Regions from separate parts of the Macaca mulatta genome. Here region 1 is linked to region 2. Evidence: chromatin contacts called from public Hi-C data. All regions are on one chromosome and are shown on one strand. Each heading gives the region's core, a stretch centred on a gene start, on an enhancer-like site or on the middle of the called end of the contact. The rest is flanking DNA. Distances are from core to core; before and after follow the strand shown.

Region 1 (5,875 bases), core at 1,765-4,264, 190 kb after region 2:
GAATTCGAAAGACTCCAGTTTTAGTTTTGATGCCAATTGCCTAGCTTTGGTCAATTTAATTATGTGCATGATTAAGAATGAGGTTTGTGATATCTATTGTCAATAGCCCAGGAATCAGTTTTCTAGGTTCCTTCTGTGCTTTTGGTTACACCTATAATATTCTTCCCTTCCTCTTTACTCCTCAGAATCCTGCCTATCCTTCAAGGATCTGTTCTTTCCTTAACCATTTCCTGATGCCCCCAGCCAATGTTGATCTAAATCAACATCGCTTTTTTTCTTTTTGAAGACAGGGTCTCACTCTGTGGCCCAGGTTGAAGTGCAGTGGCACAATCTCAGCTCACTGCAACCTCCGCCTCCCAGATTAAAGTGATTCTCTCACCTCAGCTTCCAGGGTAGCTGGGACTACAGGTGCGTGTCACCATGCCTGGCTTTTTTTTTTTTGGTAGAGACGGGATTTTACCCTATTGGCCAGGCTGGTCTCGAACTCCTGACCTCAGGTGATCCGCCTGCCTTGTCCTCCCAAAGTGCTGGGATTACAGGCGTGAGCTTGCATTTGATATCTAGGCCACTATTACATATATTTTGGATATATTCTATCGTTAGTTTTCTTAAGATGCATATTCCTCCCTAATTAGAATGTAAATCCGGCCGGGCGCGGTGGCTCAAGCCTGTAATCCCAGCACTTTGGGAGGCTGAGACGGGCGGATCATGAGGTCAGGAGATGGAGACCATCCTGGCTAACACGGTGAAACTCCGTCTCTACTAAAAAAATACAAAAAACTAGCCGGGCGAGGTGGCGGGCGCCTGTAGTCCCAGCTACTCGGGAGGCTGAGGCAGGAGAATGGCGTGAACCCGGGAGGCGGAGCTTGCAGTGAGCTGAGATCCAGCCACTGCACTCTAGCCTGGGCGACAGAGTGAGACTCCGTCTCAAAAAAAAAAAAAAAAAGAATAAAAAAAGAATGTAAATCCTACTGAATACAAGAGGTATGACTTATCTGAAAAATGAACCTCTTTAATACTACAGGTGTTCATAACTGTATGTTGGTTGTTTCTTTAAAAAGGGCCATTATGCTATTGTTGTTTTTATGTGATATTGGTAGTCCTACTTCACAGGGACAGTTTAGGGAAGCACTGCATGTAAATGCAATCCATCTGGCTCAGCTTTAGAGTTATCAGGTTCCTATCAAGGATTTGACTTTTTTCTTTTCACCAAATGGAAGATCATCAAGAAACTGTAGAAAAGATGAAATGGAAAATATTAAGTGGGTTACAGTCCCAAATCAACAATTTATTCATGTTTAATATTGAAGTAAAGAACACTGTTTTGGCTGGGCACGGTGGCTCATGCCTGTAATTCCAGCACTTTGGGAGATCGAGGCAGGCAGATCACGAGGTCAGGAGTTCAAGACCAGCCTGGCCAACATGGTGAAACTCTACTACTAAAAATACAAAAAAATTAGCTGGGCATGGTGGTCGTGCCTGTAATTCCAGCTACTCGGGAGGCTGCGGCAGAATTCCTTGAACGCGGACCTGGGAGGCGGAGGTTGCAGCGAGCCAAGATCGTGCCACTGCATTCCAGCCTGGGCTACTGAGCGAGACTCCGTCTCAAAAAACAAAAACAAAAACAAAAAACCCAGTTTTGTCAGTAGTTTCATTTATGGTCACAGAATCCCAGAAAATAGGTAGTGATGATTTTGGATGGGAAACAGGCCAGTGTCACATTTTACAAAATCGGGTAAGAACTAGAATTTGAAAATTGTGCTGACATAGTAGCACAGATGTCTTAGCCTTGTTTCCTTCCAACAGATTACTGGAGGCCGGGCGCAATGGCTTACGCCTGTAATCCCAGCACTTGGGGAGGCGGACGAGGGCAGATCCCGAGGTCAGGAGATCGAGACCATCCTGGCTAACACGGTGAAACCCCGTCTCTACTAAAAATACAAAAAATTAGCCGGGCGTGGTGGCGGGCGCCTGTAGTCTCAGCTACTCAGGAGGCTGAACCCGGGAGGCGGAGCTTGCAGTGAGCCGAGATCGCGCCACTGCACTCCAGCCTGGGCGACAGAGCGAGACTCTGTCTCAAAAAAAAAAAAAAAAAAAGAAAGAAAAAAAAAAGATTACTGGACTAAGTGTTGGCTGGATTCTGTCAGTCTCAGGTCAAATTACGAGTCAGCGATTTGGACGCGACAAGCAATGTTCTCAGTGAGCTTCTCACTCATGGTCTTGCAGAGCTGATAGCAATAAAGCTATGGTGGAATTTGTGAGGCTTAATTAGGTGGAAATGCACACTTTTGTCGGGAGAATAACACGTTCACCAGAGGACACAGTGGTATTTTTTAACCAATCGCAATTCTTTACGTTCGTATTATTCTAAGGGAGCAAAGCTTTGCCAACCCCCACCCCCATGTCCTGGTATTCTTCCACTCCCTGACAGCTTTAGAACCAGGGTTCCAAAGTCTTTGCTTAGCCTAACGGTGACATGTTTGTCACAAAGCCAGATGCCGGTGTACTCGGGTTAGAGAGGGCCTTTGTCGTTGGGTTTTATTCTTATTGTGTTATTCGGGCTCCACAGACCCAAATACCAGTCAACTGGGTTGGGCGAGGTAGGAACGGATGAAGCCCACCGTCTAACAATCTGGCCATCTATAGGAGGAGATCCGCCGCTCGAAACAGCTGACCCAGCAGCGACTGCGGAACCACAAGGAGCGTCTGCAAAGATCGACCCCGCCATCCCGCCGTCCCGCTCGGTGACCGGAGACGCAGCCGGGAACGCGACTGATCAGGCTACCGAGCCCGGCCGCAGGGCGAAGTCGGTGCGGTTCGAGGCCTCAGAAAGGGACACGCAGCAGCGGCGGTGGCGCTGACTCAGCCTGGCCTCCCTGCAGTCCCCCTGACAGCCGCAGCAGCCACAGCAGCCACACGCGCGGGCAGCTGGGCCACACGCTTCCCCCGCCCTCGGCCCCACCCGGCCGCACCCTAGGCCGCGCGGCGTCACAGAGCGCATGCGTGCCGCGGGGGATGCCGGGAGCGCGCAGTGGCGGCAGCAGCGGCGACGGCAGTAACAGCGGCAGCTACAGCGGGGACGCGAGCGGGGCGGTGACGGTGTGGGAGGTGGTCTCACTCTTGGGAAAACTGCTGGGCACCGTCGCCGCGCTGAAGGTGGTTCTGTACCTGCTCCGAGTGTGCTTAGCGATGGCCTGGAAATCCGGCGGCGCCAGCCACTCGGAGCTAATCCACAATCTCCGCAGTAAGTGCCACCTCCGCCCGTTGTAGGGCAGCTAGGGCAGGCTGGGCCTGGACCGGGTCCCCCTGGGCCGTCTGGAACGTTCTGTCTGCCCCCGCGCGCCTGTTGGAGGGCTTCGGCGCAGAGTTGCCCCAGTAGTCCCGAACGGCGTGCGCTTGCAATCGCCTCCCTCGGTACCTGTCACTCGTCGACGACGTGGACTGGAAGGGGAGAGAAAGAGCCAGGGGCCGCTGGTGGTGGGGGCAGGGGCAGTCGTCTCCCTGCAGGCCCTGGGGGAGGGAGTGCAGTACAGGTGGTGTTGCTGTCACTCAGGTCCGCGTCCGGGTCCGGCTTGTGAGGGGCGTGCCTTCGGGGTGGGAGCGTGTGGGCTAGGCCTTGTAGAGAGAGTGGGCTGGCGCTCAGGAGACCCCACGCTCGTCCCCTGCATTTTTCTCACCTTCCTCCTCCATAATCAACCTCACTGCGAGCTTTCCCTCTTATGCAGCCTCCCCCGCCCTCGGTTTTTTCCCCTGGAGGGAGATGCCACCGTCTGATACAGGCGAGGGGAGGAAGATGAGAGTATTGCCATTGCAGATGCTGGGAGAAATTTCTCGGGCGGCTGTCCAGTGGAAAGCTCCGTAGGGGGCGGAGAAAGAACAGAGGATGCTGTTCCTGAGAGACTTGTGTTTCAGGAGCCTTTACAGGTCCTGGATCAACAAAGGGTTGCGTGTCTAATGTTCCAACTTTTTTCAGGGCTACCATAGGCTTTAAAAACCTTGTATGGAGTTTCTTTATATCACTCTCTTACTGTATTCCTTCTTCTGATGATAATTTTAGGGTAGGATGATTGCTGTGTCACTTTCTTTTTTTAAATCGAAATATAGCGTCCCCGTTTTGTTGGGAGACTACAAGGGCCACAGTCTATAATAATCTCACTGGTCAGAATTTATAACACTCTTTGCTACTAACTTTGCAGTAATCATATCTTGCCACATGGTATTTTTAATTGTCCTGTGTTACTTAGCTTTTCATGTGTTTGTCTTATCTCCCAACTCGATTTGTAATTTCCTTAAGGGCTGGCACCATTAAAATTTTTTTTTGGCCGGGCTCGTTGGCATGCCTGTAATCCAGCGCTTTGGGAGGCCAAGGCGGGTGGATTACCTGAGTTCAGGAGTTCGAGACCAGCCAGGCCGACATGATGAAACCCTGTCTCTACTAAAAATACAAAAATTAGCCGGAGGTGGTGGTGCCTGCCGGTAATCCCAGCTGCTTGAGAGGCTGAGGCAGGAGAATCGCTGGAACCTGGGAGGCAGAGGTTGCAGTGTGAGCCAAGATCTTACCACTGCACTCCAGCCTGGGCAACAAGGGCAGAAACTCCATCTCAAAAAAAGAAAATTTTTTTTAAACTTCTCTAAGAATTTAATAGTCATCCCTTTTTTTCATAAATGCCCATTAAGTGTCCATTATATGCCTAAATCTGTGCTAGACAGACCAAGGTGGCTGAAAGAAATTAGGAGTGCTGTTTGGCACATGGTTGGTACTTTTTTTTCTTTTTTGAGACGGAGTCTCGGTCTGTAGCCCAGACTGGAGTGCAATGGCACAGTCTTTAGTCACGCAACCTCCGCCTCCTAGGTTCAAACAATTGTCCTGTCTCAGCCTCCCGAGTAGCTGGGACTACAGGCGCCTGCCAGCACGCCTGGCTAATTTTTGTATTTTTAGTAGAGAAGGGGTTTCACTATGTTGGCCAGGCTGGTGTCGAACTCCTGACCTCGTGTTCCGCCCACCTTGGCCTCCCAAAGTGCTGGGATTATAGGCGTGAGCCACCGTGCGTGGCCAGTATTTAATATATTAGTCATTTTCAATATTTTTTGGTGGGGGGACAATACTTAATGTGGAAACTGACTCTTTAGTGTTTGGTAACAGAGAATGTTTGTTTATTTTTTTTGACAGGGTTTCACTGTCACCCAGGTTGGAGTGCAGTGGCGTGAGCTTGGCTCACTGCAACCCCTGCTTTTCGTGCTCAAGCGATTTTCCCACCGCAGCCTCCTGAGTACAGGGGTGCCACCATGCCAGGCCAATTTTTGTAGGTTTTTTTCTTTTTCTGATAGTTTATGAGATGGGGTCTTGCTATGTTGCCCAGGCTGGTCTTTAACTCCTGGACTCAAACGATTTGTTGGACTCAGACTCCCAAAATTTTGGGATTACAGGGGTGAGCCACCACATCTGGCCATGGTGAATGTTTAGATGTTAACTTTTTTTTTTTGAGACGGAGTTTTGCTCTTGTTGCCCAAGTGGAGTGGAGTGCAATGGTGCAATCTTGGCTCACTGCAACCTCTGCCTCCTGGGTTCAAGCAATTATTTTGCCTCAGCCTCCTGAGTAGCTGGGATTACAGGTGCGTGCCACCACCCGGCTAATTTTTTGTATTTTTAGTAGAAACAGGGTTTCACCGTGTTAGCCAGGCTGGTCTCAAACTCTTGACCTAAGGTGATCTGCCTGCTTCGGCCTGTCAAAGTGTTTGAATTACAGGCGTGAGCCACTGCGCCCAGCCTAGATGTCAATGTTTTGTCAAGCATTGTCAGGTTCATTTTATGGAATGATGCTTGATTGGAAATGGACATTTATGTGGTACAACAGTAGTATGAAGTATGATTTGG
Region 2 (5,560 bases), core at 2,339-4,838:
AGAATTTAAAACCACAGCTTCATCGTTTACTATTCTGTAACTCAGAGAAAAACGCTAAATTTCTATAAATTTCTGTTTTGTATATAAAAATGGGATAATAAATTGTAATCATGTCATTAGGCTGTTATGAGGTTTGAATAATACACATAAAGCACTTAACACAATTAGGAAAATACATGCTGGATGCTACAATGATAATATTTCTATGAGTTGTTCTTCATATGAGAGGCATCACCCATCATTATGAGCTAATGAAATTCATTCATAAATATATGAACAAGAAAGTTACAGCAAAAGCAGTTTTAAAATATTTAAGGCCAGGCACAGTGGCTCATGACTGTAATCCCAGCACTTTGGGAGGCCGAGGCAGGTGGATCACCTGAGGTCAGGAGTTTGAGACCAGCCTGGCCAACGTGGTGAAACCCCATCTCTACTAAAAATACAAAAATTAGCTGGGCGTGGTGGTGGGTGCCTGTTATCCCAGCTACTCTGCCTCGGGAGGCTGAGGCAGGAGAATTGCTTGAACCTGGGAGGAGGAGGTTGCAGTGAGCTGAGATTGCGCCATTGCACCCCAGCCTGGGTGACAAGAGTGAAACTCTGTCTCATAAAAAAAAAAAAAAAAAAAAAAAAAAGTTAGGCCAGGCATAGTGGCTCATGCCTGTAATCCCAACACTTTGGAAGGCCAAGGCAGGAGGACTGCTTCAGCTCAGGAATTCAAGACCAACCTGGGCAACCTCGCAAGGCCTCGTCTCCACTTAAAAAAAAAAAAAAAAATCAGCAGGGCATGGGGGCACATGCCTACAGTCCCAGCTACTCAGGAGTCTGAGGTAGGAAGATAGCTTCAGCCCAGGAAGTCAAGGCTGCAGTGAGCCATGATCTATCTTGCCATGGGACTCCAGCCTGGGTGTCAAAGCAAGACCCTGTCTCAAAAAAATAAAATACAATATCTTTGTTTCTTGCTCTCCCTCTTGTCATCTTCTAGGGGTCTTTTTAAAAGTTCAAAAATATGTAGATGACTAACTCTGGAAAATACTGGAGTAGACTGTGTTGCAATAGAAGTGCAGTGAACTCACTCCCAGAAATTGGAAACAGATACAAATCATCTCCCAGATTTCCTTTTGGCATCAAGCCTGCTTTAAATTGCCGAAAAAGATGGACTCCAATTTTTATTGTGGGAATGATGAAAATGACAACGAAATCAGCTACTTAAAAAGGAAATATATCAAGGTTTGGAGTCAAAAGGTATTATCAAGTGAAAGAATAAAGACATTTTAATATATACTTTGTTTTCTGTAGTATTAGAAATGTTTTAGAATATCTTCTCCTATATGAAAGATAAACTTCAAAGAAGAGAAAGCATCTAATGTGCACAGAACTGCAGTCGGTTGCTGTTAGGTAAGTTGAACTCTTTATGATAGAAGATATCAAGTTGACATGAGCTGACTCAAAGGAACATCAAAGTACTCACCGTATTAACATTGACATATTTATGTGTCATGTAAGCAACTGCCAAGTTAATTCTGTCTTTTGTTTCTCAGATTAATGTGAAGGCTTAGTATACCAAGTTGAGTTTTCCAATGGACAAGTGGAACTCAGCCACAAACCTTGTTTAAAGTTTTGTTGTAACTCATTAGAGTTGTGGTATGGTGCTTTTTACCCCAAATGATGGGGTTTTTAAACATGAAATTCCATAGCGCTCATGTTTGCATGCAGCAAAACAATGGCCTAAAGAGAACCATTTCATACAAAACAGTAAAATTGTTGATTATTAAATAATACTGTCAACCACTTAGGCATTATTTGTCTAACAAACCCCCACTGAGGGCCTACTCTAGCAAGCTGTTTGCTTTAAGGTTTGGCCACGCCCTTCCTGGAGCTCACACCTGTCTGACCAGACAGACAAGCAAAAGAACAGTGGACAGTTAGACCATGGGAAAGGCTCTGTGAGAAAATAGCCGCAACTTTCCCTATTATCTTTTCATATATACGTACTTTGTAACCTTATATTACTAATTCAAATTATACACATCCACATGTCATGTTTTCTGACTTCCAGATTCTTTTTTTTTTTTTGAGACGGAGTCTTACTCCATCGCGCAAGCTAGAGTGCAATAGCGCGATCTTGGCTCACTGCAACCTCTGCCTCCCGGATTCAAGCGATTCTCCTGCCTCAGCCTCCCTAGCAGCTGGAATTACAGGTGCGTGCCATTATGCCTGGCTAATTTTTGTATTTTTAGTAAAGATGGGGTTCCACCAAGTTGGCCAGGGTGTTCTCGAACTCCTGACCTCAAGTGATCCACCCGCCTCGGCCTTCCAAAGTGTTGGGATTACAGGCATGAGCCACTGCGCTCGGCTTCTAGATTCCTTTTTTTTTTTTTTTTTTTAAATAGACTCGGGCGATCCTCTTGCCTGTGTTTGCTGCATAGCTGGGACTACAGGCACAAACTACCACGTCCATCTCCAAATTCATTTTTAATTTCAGCAGTAGGAAAAAAGTGAAAAGGCCAAGTTTGCAGATGGAACCCAGAAGTGGGTGGGGCTTCGCTGTGAAATCTCTTGTAGCTTAACAGTGGCGTGGGGAATCTCAGAGTAAGCCCGGAGTTAGTTGAAAGGAGTCTTCAGCCAAAACTTTTATAACTTATTCTGGCGGGGGGAGGGGAAGCAGGCAAGTGGCAGGAGGGTGTTAAAAGGAGTAAAGGGGGCTCAAAGAGAGAAGCAGATTCTTGTTTCCCTTTTCATGTCAAAAGTTTTATTTCAAAGGAAGACTAAATATTTCTCTTATTCTGCCTGAATGGCCAAGTTTCCAAGTTTTTCTCAATCAACATGCAATCCTGTTAATCTAAAATGCTTGAATTTCTTGCTACTCTCTGCTTTACAGGGTTCCGTAACTTTTTTTTTTTTAATCTGAAAAGTGGAAGAAAAGTCTAACACTTTCACTTTAGAGTTACGATACTGACCAAAAAGGCGCTGAGCGCCCAGGTGTGCTGGCTTCCAGCTGAGCGCTGTCCCTGCGCCGCCTCCAGGGGTCGGCGGAATGCTGAACGATAAGCGTGGCGCATCCTCAACCTTGGCCCCACAATGAATCAATCACCCAAGAAAATTTAAAAACCACCAGGGCCCGAGCCGCAGCCCAGGCTGGAAAGTGCTGTGTTCAGGGAGACCCCAGTACTTTTTAAAGCTTTCCGGGAGAGTCCCACGTGCACCCAAGGGTGGGAAATTACCCACTTAATAAAAATTTCCCCTCTAAATGCGATGTTTCATTTTTAATGTACAACAGTTTTCTGAAATATTTCCATTGTTTTCATCGTATAGGTACATGTACATGTACACACCAAGACACATGCATGTGTATATATACTAATTTTTAAAATAATGGCTACGAGAATATTTGCATTGCTCAAGTTGGAGTCCTGTCCAATCCTGAGGGCGGGTCTAATGAGGGGCCGTACCTTCCAAGACTTCACTCCGCCCCTGGACGCCGCGCGGCGCTGCGCGTGCGCAAACGCTTTTCCCCGGCGAGCCGGATCTCGGAGTCTCCCAGTGCCTTCCGTGGCCTCCCTGGAAGGGGACAGCCCGCCCCGCCCCGCCCCGCCCCGCCCCGCCCCGCCCGCCGAAGCTCCGCCCCTCCCGCGGGCCGGCTCCGCCCTCACCTCCCGGCCGCCGCTGCACTCTGCCCCGGTTGTCCAAGATGGAGGGCGCTCCACCGGGGCCGCTCGCCCTCCGGCTGCTGCTGTTCGTGGCGCTACCCGCCGCCGGGTGGCTGACGACGGGCGCCCCCGAGCCGCCGCCGCTGTCCGGAGCCCCACAGGTAGGGCAGGGCGGACCCGGCTGGCCGCTTTACGACTCCGACCCTCCGGGAGGCCCGGGCAGTCCACAATGACGCTTTCCACATCCCACCGGTGGGCAGGGGCGGGGGTCCGGGCCCCCGAAGGAGGTGTGGGGAGAAGCACCCCAGGAAATTGGGGCGGCGTGGGAGGCCGAGGTAAGAGGGAAGGGACCTACTGGGGCTGCGTCGCTGTGAGTGAGCCTGGAGCCACCCCACACTGACTCTCCGGCGGCCCAAGCCGGCGCGCGACCTGACGGGGCTTTGCCGTCGAAGCGCGCGATTGCCGGTGATCGCGGGCCTTCGTAATGGCGCCTTCCCGGGGTAGAGCCGGCGCTTGGGCAGGGAATGTTTGCGTGCTCGGGAAGTGTGGAAGTTGCCCACTTCGCGCGTTTCCAGGCCACCTGTGCCTGCTCGGCCTGCGATCGCGAGGGCCCGCGGTCCCGAGGCTGCGGGGCTCCGCTGGGCTGAGGTGGGCAGAGGCAGAGACCCGGCCCTCGCGCGACGTAGTGTTTTTGTCGGATGTTGGAGGAGAAGTTCTCACGGCGGGGCGCGATCGGCGGCGTCGGCATCCGCTGGGAACTCAGCCCGTCCTCTGGGGGCGGGGCCCAGCAGTCCGGGTTGGCGAGTCCTACAGGTGCTTCTGATGCCGGCTGAGGTGGGAGAATCGAGGCATCCTAACATTGAAACGTGGCTGATGCTCACCATTTCTGCCGTAGAGTCGTGCCTACCTAGGCCAGTATCAGCCTTTTTTTCAGTAGAATGGTAGGGAAAAGTTTGAATATTTTAAAGTGCAAGTTTTCTGAGAATGACAAGAGACTATGTCGGTACACCTTATCTTACTCCTCAAGACTTGAATACGAACACTCTAAATATAAAGGTGAAGGGCACGGTAAATGTCACTTTGACCAACAAGGTGAAACCGCGTCTCTACTAAAAATAGAAAAATTAGCCGGGCGTGGTGGCAGGTGCCTGTAGTCCCAGCTACTCGGGAGGCTGAGACAGGAAAATTGCTTTAACCCAGGAGGCAGAGGTTGCAGTGAGCCAAGATCGTGCCACTACACTCCAGCTTGGGTGACTGAGCGAGACTCCGTCTCAAACAAAAACAAAACAAAGCAAGTTTTAACGTTTTAGAATAATGACATTACCCCATGTGGGTACAAAAATGACGAGCATGTCTCAGTTCTGCAGGGCATTACAAGAAGCCAGACATTGCCTGCCGTAAGAACCACCTATATCTGAAATTATATGTGGATCACAGTTGCATCTGGTTAAACAATAGGAATGTGATGGACAGGCACCAAGGGACCAAATAAAAGTGAAATAGTTCTAAAAAGTTCTGGAAATATGGACATTATTTTCCCATTTTTCAAGTTTTAAAGATTCATAATTGACACCTATGTGTCAAGCGATGTTTAGGTCTATATAATCTGTGAAAAATACATTTTGACTGCAGGCTTAAAATACACTGCATTGTCAGCTGGCTCTTAGTGATTTTATTATTTCAGTTCTCCCTTCTTGGACCTTCATTTCACTTTTGGAAAGTCCAGATCTAAACTCGGAAATTCACATATTAAGCTGGGTGCAGTGGCTTACGCCTGTAATCCCAGCTACTCGGGAAGCCAAAGCCAGAGGATCGCTTGAGACCAAGAGCTGGGTGTTGGCTGATAAGCCTGGTTAACATAGCAAGAGCCTATCTCAACAATAAACAGTTTCACAGATTAAATGAATGCTGAA

The links. A called contact is a pair of places that touch in the nucleus more often than the background predicts.
Region 1: a Hi-C map of liver shows a contact between it and region 2, with 5 times the contacts expected there. The contact joins the promoter of PCMT1 here to the promoter of GINM1 in region 2. A contact is called at or near these places in 2 of 14 Hi-C or Micro-C datasets (fetal cortex germinal zone and liver).

Annotation. Positions count from the first base shown.
Region 1 is chr4:68,256,827-68,262,701 of T2T-MMU8v2.0, forward strand. It overlaps PCMT1 (protein-L-isoaspartate (D-aspartate) O-methyltransferase), which reads left to right and starts at 3,015. Exons shown (of 7, transcript XM_015137139.3): 1 at 3,015-3,244. The coding sequence starts at 3,016.
Region 2 is chr4:68,061,692-68,067,251 of T2T-MMU8v2.0, forward strand. It overlaps GINM1 (glycosylated integral membrane protein 1), which reads left to right and starts at 3,589. Exons shown (of 8, transcript NM_001193728.2): 1 at 3,589-3,808. The coding sequence starts at 3,689.